Regions from separate parts of the Sus scrofa genome. Here region 2 is linked to region 1. The links are chromatin contacts, called in public Hi-C maps. All regions are on one chromosome and are shown on one strand. The core of a region is the stretch at or near the end of the contact, and the rest is flanking DNA. Distances in the headings are between cores, read along the strand shown. Region 1 overlaps RGS5 (regulator of G protein signaling 5). Region 2 holds the start of CCDC190 (coiled-coil domain-containing protein 190).

The links. Hi-C and Micro-C count contacts between places; a contact is called where the count stands out from the background.
Region 2: a Hi-C map of liver shows a contact between it and region 1, with 2.4 times the contacts expected there. The contact joins the promoter of CCDC190 here to the enhancer-like site in region 1. A contact is called at or near these places in 1 of 5 promoter capture datasets (liver) and 8 of 47 Hi-C or Micro-C datasets (heart right ventricle, liver, mesenteric adipose tissue and 2 more).

Annotation. Positions count from the first base shown.
Region 1 is chr4:87,318,887-87,321,948 of Sscrofa11.1, reverse strand. RGS5 (regulator of G protein signaling 5) reads right to left here. Exons shown (of 5, transcript NM_214356.1): 2 at 2,839-2,949. Among named protein-coding and RNA genes, the nearest start is that of RGS5, 33 kb to the right of the region's middle. Within about 2 kb of position 1,603, at least 4 of the 83 cell types and tissues checked have an H3K27ac peak or open chromatin away from gene starts, as enhancers often do. A contact at or near this core is called in liver, where this site is marked.
Region 2 is chr4:87,558,524-87,561,585 of Sscrofa11.1, reverse strand. It overlaps CCDC190 (coiled-coil domain-containing protein 190), which reads right to left and starts at 1,559. Exons shown (of 4, transcript XM_003355080.4): 1 at 1,294-1,559; 2 at 35-233. The coding sequence starts at 230.

The sequences.
Region 1 (3,062 bases), core at 354-2,853:
CGCCTGCTACTTTTTGATGTCTATCCAAGAGCCAAACAGTGTGCATCCATTTTTAATCCTTACAATAAGGCTCACTCTGCAGTTTACCTGGCTGGAGTAAGCATAGCACAACATCTGGTAATGTTTTCTCCCCTGTGCACAGTTGAGGGACTGTTTCTGTTTGGAGGTCAATCTAGAGTTAAAGAGGTGAAAACCACCACAACAAAAATGTAGTTAAAAATTAGTGACTTCTACACATAGAAAAAGAACGTCTAACATATAAGATAAACTATAAACATATCATCAGCTCCTGAGAATTTTGCAATTGATTATATTATGAGCCATGATGACAGCCATTGCAAGCTAAACTTGTATGGTTTAGTAATATGTTTATTGTTTATTGTGAGGACACAGAGCAGAGCCTGAGGGAATGCTCACGTAGAGAGCATGGGCAAAAGTGGGAGCCCTTATGGGAGAATTTAAGGTGAGACATTAAGGAGGAGAGTTTTAAGGAGGTCAAGTGGTGAGCAGAGCCCAATGCTGCCCATGAAGCAGGAGGTAGCCCTTAGTGACGACAATTTCAGTGAGATAGTAAGGTTTAAACGTGATAAAGGGAGTTAAAGATGAAATTGAAAGCAGTGACTTTCCATTTCTAAAATTATGCAGTGAGAGCAAGAGGAAGGGATGGAATAGAAGAGGTGAGCGGCTGGGAGAATGTTTTTCAGAGTGGAAATCGTATTTGTTTGTTCTGGTGGAAGACGGTCCAGAGGGAAAACGAGCAGTTAATAACACTAAAATAGTAACTGCATCTGGCTTTAGGCAGTAGAGATATAGGAAAGTTTTTTCTATTTTTCAATGGTTTGGTTTTTGTTTTTGTTTTTTAAATGAGAAGAATAAAAATGTATTTAAAAAAAGAGAAAATGCTTTTTAAAGAAGGGATTGCTTTTTAAAAAAAGATGAGAGGAGCTAAAAATACCTTCTATCCGGAGAAGGTCTATTTTCTCCTCTGAGGTTTATTTTCTTCTCCTTGAGAAGAACATGGGCAAAAAAAATACAGAGAAACTTTAAAGTGAGGAGAGGAGAAATCAATTGAGCTCATGCAAGACAGTCTTTTTCTGCCAGTTAAAAGGCATGGAAATTTGCCAAATATGAGGTGGTGAAATGGGATTTAGGAGTTTGGAAGAAGATGGGAAAGCTTTGTAGTGGCCACTGTTAAAAATGAGACACACAAATATTCTCACAGGAAAAGATGGATTTTTTTCCTAAACAATTCAAACTCCTCAAAGGAAGGGGGTGGGTGGAAGGCAAGAAAAAAAAATAATAATCCAATAAATGTCAGCCCCAGGTTTTCTTCCAAAACTGCTTCTCTCTGAATCCCTATTGAGCCAAATAGTTCAAGTGTCTGTGTGGGATATTAAAGCAGAGAATCAAAGCAGGAAACAAAGCACTATATTTATTTTTTAAAAGTTAATTCCAACAGATCAATAACAACCACACTGTTTATTTCGAAATAGACTTTTTGATCTTTCGCTATTATGAAATGTGGTTCTTACTCTCTACCAGTGCCTGGTGCCTGCCACTCCACGTTGAATTTTAGTTTCTCTTTCCTAAACCCAGAAAACCCAATTATGCCTCACTTCCGCTTTGGGATCACTTTGAAGTAATAAAAGGAAGAGAGGGGAAATATCCACTTCGGTTGATGAAAAAATATTTAAAAGGAATAACCTGTCTCTCTATCTCCCAACCAGCTATACTAATTTGAAGGTTATTCGGAGGCAAGATTGGCCAATTTATATGAATGTTAAATCTTAAAAGAAATTGAGGTTAAAGGGGATGCCTTGAAAGGGGAGGTTAAAGTGTGGTATTTTTACCACACTTCTGTCATCTCCTCAAAGGTCTTAGGTAGTAGAGTGAAGGAGTTTTTAATACATTTGGCTTTTCTTCCCCCCCTCCTTTCCTGATTCTCAGGGGTGTCTCTGCGTTGAAGGGAAGATGCAATGCACTTGTCTAGTCAATGCTGGACTGTGTAGCTAGCAGAACAATAGCAAACACTGTGAATTTTGTGCATTGAGTTATTGCGAGTACAGCCAATGCAGCGTGAGCTGGATTCATGGCTGTAACATCTTACATCTTGGGAATTGTAGTCCCCTCTGTGCCTAAATTGATAGAAGCATGTGGGGTGGTGGGAGAGGACTGAAAAAGTCCTGTCAGGGATGTTCATTTATGGGCTGGGGGAAAATAGCTTGATGTGCATTAAAGAGAAGTATCTGGTCAAGTCCTCATTCTTCTGTCAAGGAACAGTCTTCTCTTTCTCCCTTGGACCTCTGAAGGGACAATATCTCAGAAAAGGAACTATTAGACTTAAATTGACTGCCTTGATCTTCACGTCTTCCTGAGAGAAATGTTCCCACTTGTATCTCCCTGCCAAAGAAGAAGTCTTGACTACTTCCTGAGCAGGTGAGCATCCAGGGATCATAATTAATTGGGTCAGGAAAGCTTACCTGACTCAAGGACACACAGCAAGTGAACAGTTATTTCTAACTACATTTCCGTGTGGTCAATAACCTATGAGGTGGCTGATACTCTTTTATAAGAGATGGTCTGTCTCTCCAACAATGTCCCAAGATAAGACCTCATCTTCATTTTTTTTTAAGTATCCTCCCAGTAAATAATATTATGTTCCAAACACAGGAGAGTTAAAGAAGAAAAAACCCTATTTACTAGCCAACTCCCTGAGGACTCTTATGATCCTCAATGAGTAATTGAAGGAGGGAGTTCTACAGAGGAGGGATGGTGCTATGCACTTGAAAAGTAGCCATCCTCTGGAGGAAAAGAATGGAATCCATAATCATGACTCACTTCTGGATCTTGACTGGCTTGTCCGGCTTCTCATTGTACGGAATGACAAGGTCAACAGCAGACTCCGGCTTTTGGAGGAGAATTCCCAACTTGATCTTAATTTCCTTGGCCCTGAAAGGAAAGATGTACAAGATGCACCATATAAGCATTAAGTTCTAAAAAAGAGGTTTCTTTCTTTGTCAGAGAAACAAAAATAAGCAAAACGCCATTTCATTACTGCGGCA
Region 2 (3,062 bases), core at 310-2,809, 240 kb before region 1:
CCCTGCTCTTCCCCTCCCTGTCCTGGAAGCCTACCTTGCTGCAACCTCTGCAGTTCTTTCTGGAGCTGTCTCTGCTCTCTGGTCAACGATTTCACATAGTACAGGCAGATATCGTCTAATCTCTGCAGTCTTTGGCTGAGTCTGGCTTCAGCCTGCTTGGCATTCTTCCTTTCCAAATCGAAGTGCTTATGCAGTGGTCCCCTAACCATGTGTCTCTCCATCTTCTTCATGGTCTAGAGATGACAGAACAAGATTCTTCCAGGCACTGTGACAGACCTGAGAAAGCAAAACAGGAACTCTGTCCCCTGGCTTTGAATCAGAGATCAGTGTTTGAATCCCGTGTGTTTCTAAACGCACAGCTGCCAGGTCAGATGAAGTCACACTATTGGAAAACTGCCCTATGGCAACATGAGTTTCCAGAGTGACACAGAAGTATTGAGAGCAAACTGCTCTGAACTTCAGTCTCCTTGCCAATAATATAGTGATAGACGATAGTTTCCCTATACAACCACCAATGAGATTGCTGCAAAGATCAAATAAAAAGAATATGAACAACTTTTTGGGCAAAAATAATAGAAACACTTTCCATACATAAGGCATTATTCATCCTATAAGTCCTTTCTACTGTTCTTTAGAGACTCCTTGAAAGCCTGTTCAGAGGTCTGTAAATGATTTGGGGACTTAGGACAGAGCCATTCTAGGGCCCCTTTAGTTCACTAATTCATGTATGTGCAGGTCCACACATAGTAGCCTGTAATTCTGCTATGTGCCAAGAGCTGTGCTGAGGGCTAAGAAAAGTGGTGAATGAGAAACAATTCCTGCTTTCAAAGAACTTTCAGATTTCAACTCTGGAGTCTAATGGTACATGCCGAATCTGAGCAATCAATATTGCAAAAAGTAGAAAGAGTAGGATCTGCTGGTCACAAAATAATATAGGCATTCAGAACAAGTAGTCTGGGCAGCTCTGGTGAGACCACTTGGATTGTGCAGGAGTTCCTCTTCCTGCCTTCACCCATCTTCCTCCTCTGAACTCTGCACTAACAGTCAGGGACACCCATTTTTCCTCCTCTTTGCATCCTTCACAATATGTATCTCAGAGCTAAGAGCACAATACGTACCTGAGATATAAATCAGCTGTTATCAAAAAGCTTTGATTATAATAACACTGGAAAAAAAACTTAGTATTAAAAGGGAGATAAGGTCAGGACACAGGAAAGAAATTTTAAGACAGCTTGATTTCAGCCTAAAGTGTAGAATAAACTTTTACTGAAGAACACGGTGAGTAGCACTTACCTACAAATCCAGGGTTCTCACCGTAAAACTGTTGCCTGCTTCTTTTGGTATGCCAGGCTGAGCCTGGATTAATGAGCCTGTTTTTCTTCAGTAAATGAAGGGGTTTAGTGTTGGGGAAGAAGGGAGGGGAGGGGTCTTTGGAGAGGGCTGCAGGGGAGAATGATGAATATACTTGAAAGCTCTCATCGATGCCACCTCCTTGGTCAGGAATGCTAACTCCCTGGGTGTGGGCACCAGTCCCAGAGCTTGAAATAACTCCTCGAGTTAAGGAAGCCTGCCAGCTTCCAGCCCTCCCCTAGAGGGGCACGCAGTGCTCCTGGGCTGTGTCCATGGGAGCCAAGAATGAAAGCAAGGAGCGTCTTACTCTGTTTTCAGTCTCTCTCCCCTCTCTCCCCATCCCCCTTCTCTATCCCCCCCCTCTTTTGCCATACTGCTCCCTACCTCCCCTCACAACACCCATTCCTACTTCTTGGAAACCAGATCAGGTTCCATAAGAAGGCTTTTTTTTTTTTTTTTTTTTTTTTTTGTCAGAATGTGCACATTTTATGCAGGAGAGTAGTTAATTTGTTTACTTTGTATTCTTGCACACTGTACTACTTTTCCTAGGCTTCTATCCATGTTTTGTGTACTTCAGGGCTTATTAAGATGTCCAAAGTTGTCAAAATGGAATTAGGCAAAATGAAATTTAAATCAGCTTTTGTGATCATATATTGCACTCTGTGGTAGAAGGCCAGTTGAACTATATTGGCTATAGAATAAGATATTAAGTGGGATTTTTACTGTTGCCCTAGAGCTTCATCTAAAAACAAGAGGCATTAATGTCCCACAGTCTAAAAAGACCTGCTAGCACAGAGGCCTATTAATTCCCCCAAAGCTTACAGAGAGACAGCTAAATAGGCCCACAGTCATCACCTAGCAAGCAAGCTATTATAAGGAGCTTACTGGGGAGAGGGAGTTGAAAATCCATTATTCTCTCAGTAGGAGGTAATGCCTTTACCATCCCCTCTCATGAGGTAATTCTCCCACCTCCAAAATTTAAATGAAGGGAATGGGGTCCCAAGAAAATCGTCATAGAGAAGGGGATGTCTACACAAGGGGATACTGACACCTCCTTCCCAGCTGGAGAAGGACTGGTTGGGGAAAAAACAATAATGCCTCAGCACAATTATATTTGAAGAACTCTGCCTCTTTTATTTCCTTATATACCCCAACATTGGGGGTTACATATTGAAAAGATAAGGGAGAGGAGGTATACCAAAAAAATCCATGTTTTCCAGTCCATCCACGGGGCTGGAGAAGGAGAATGATAGGGCAGATTATCATATCCCACCCTCCTCCAGGTCCCTTGGAGTCCAGCAAGGAAAGGGTTTAAACAGTATTTGAGATTGGAATTTCAAAGTGGGATTGACTTTTTTTTTATAACCAAAGTGTGTGTACAGAAATGTGTACAATGTATTCCTGAGTTTCCAGGCCACATCACAGGGAGTAATGGATTCTCCTTAAAAGATGGAGGCAGAAGTCCAGAAAAGCCAAGGCAGCTAGTAGCAGCAGGCAAAGTACCAGATTCAAGAAGCTCAATGAATTCCAAGCTGAAGAAAGATGAATAAAATGACTCCAAGGTATATAAAATCAAATTGCTAAAAAAACTAATAAATAATTTATGAAAACAACTAGGGAGTTCCCATCATGGAGCAACAGTAATGAACCCGACTAGAATCCATGAGGACACGGTATCGATCCCTGGCCTTGCTCTGCAGGTTAAGGAGACT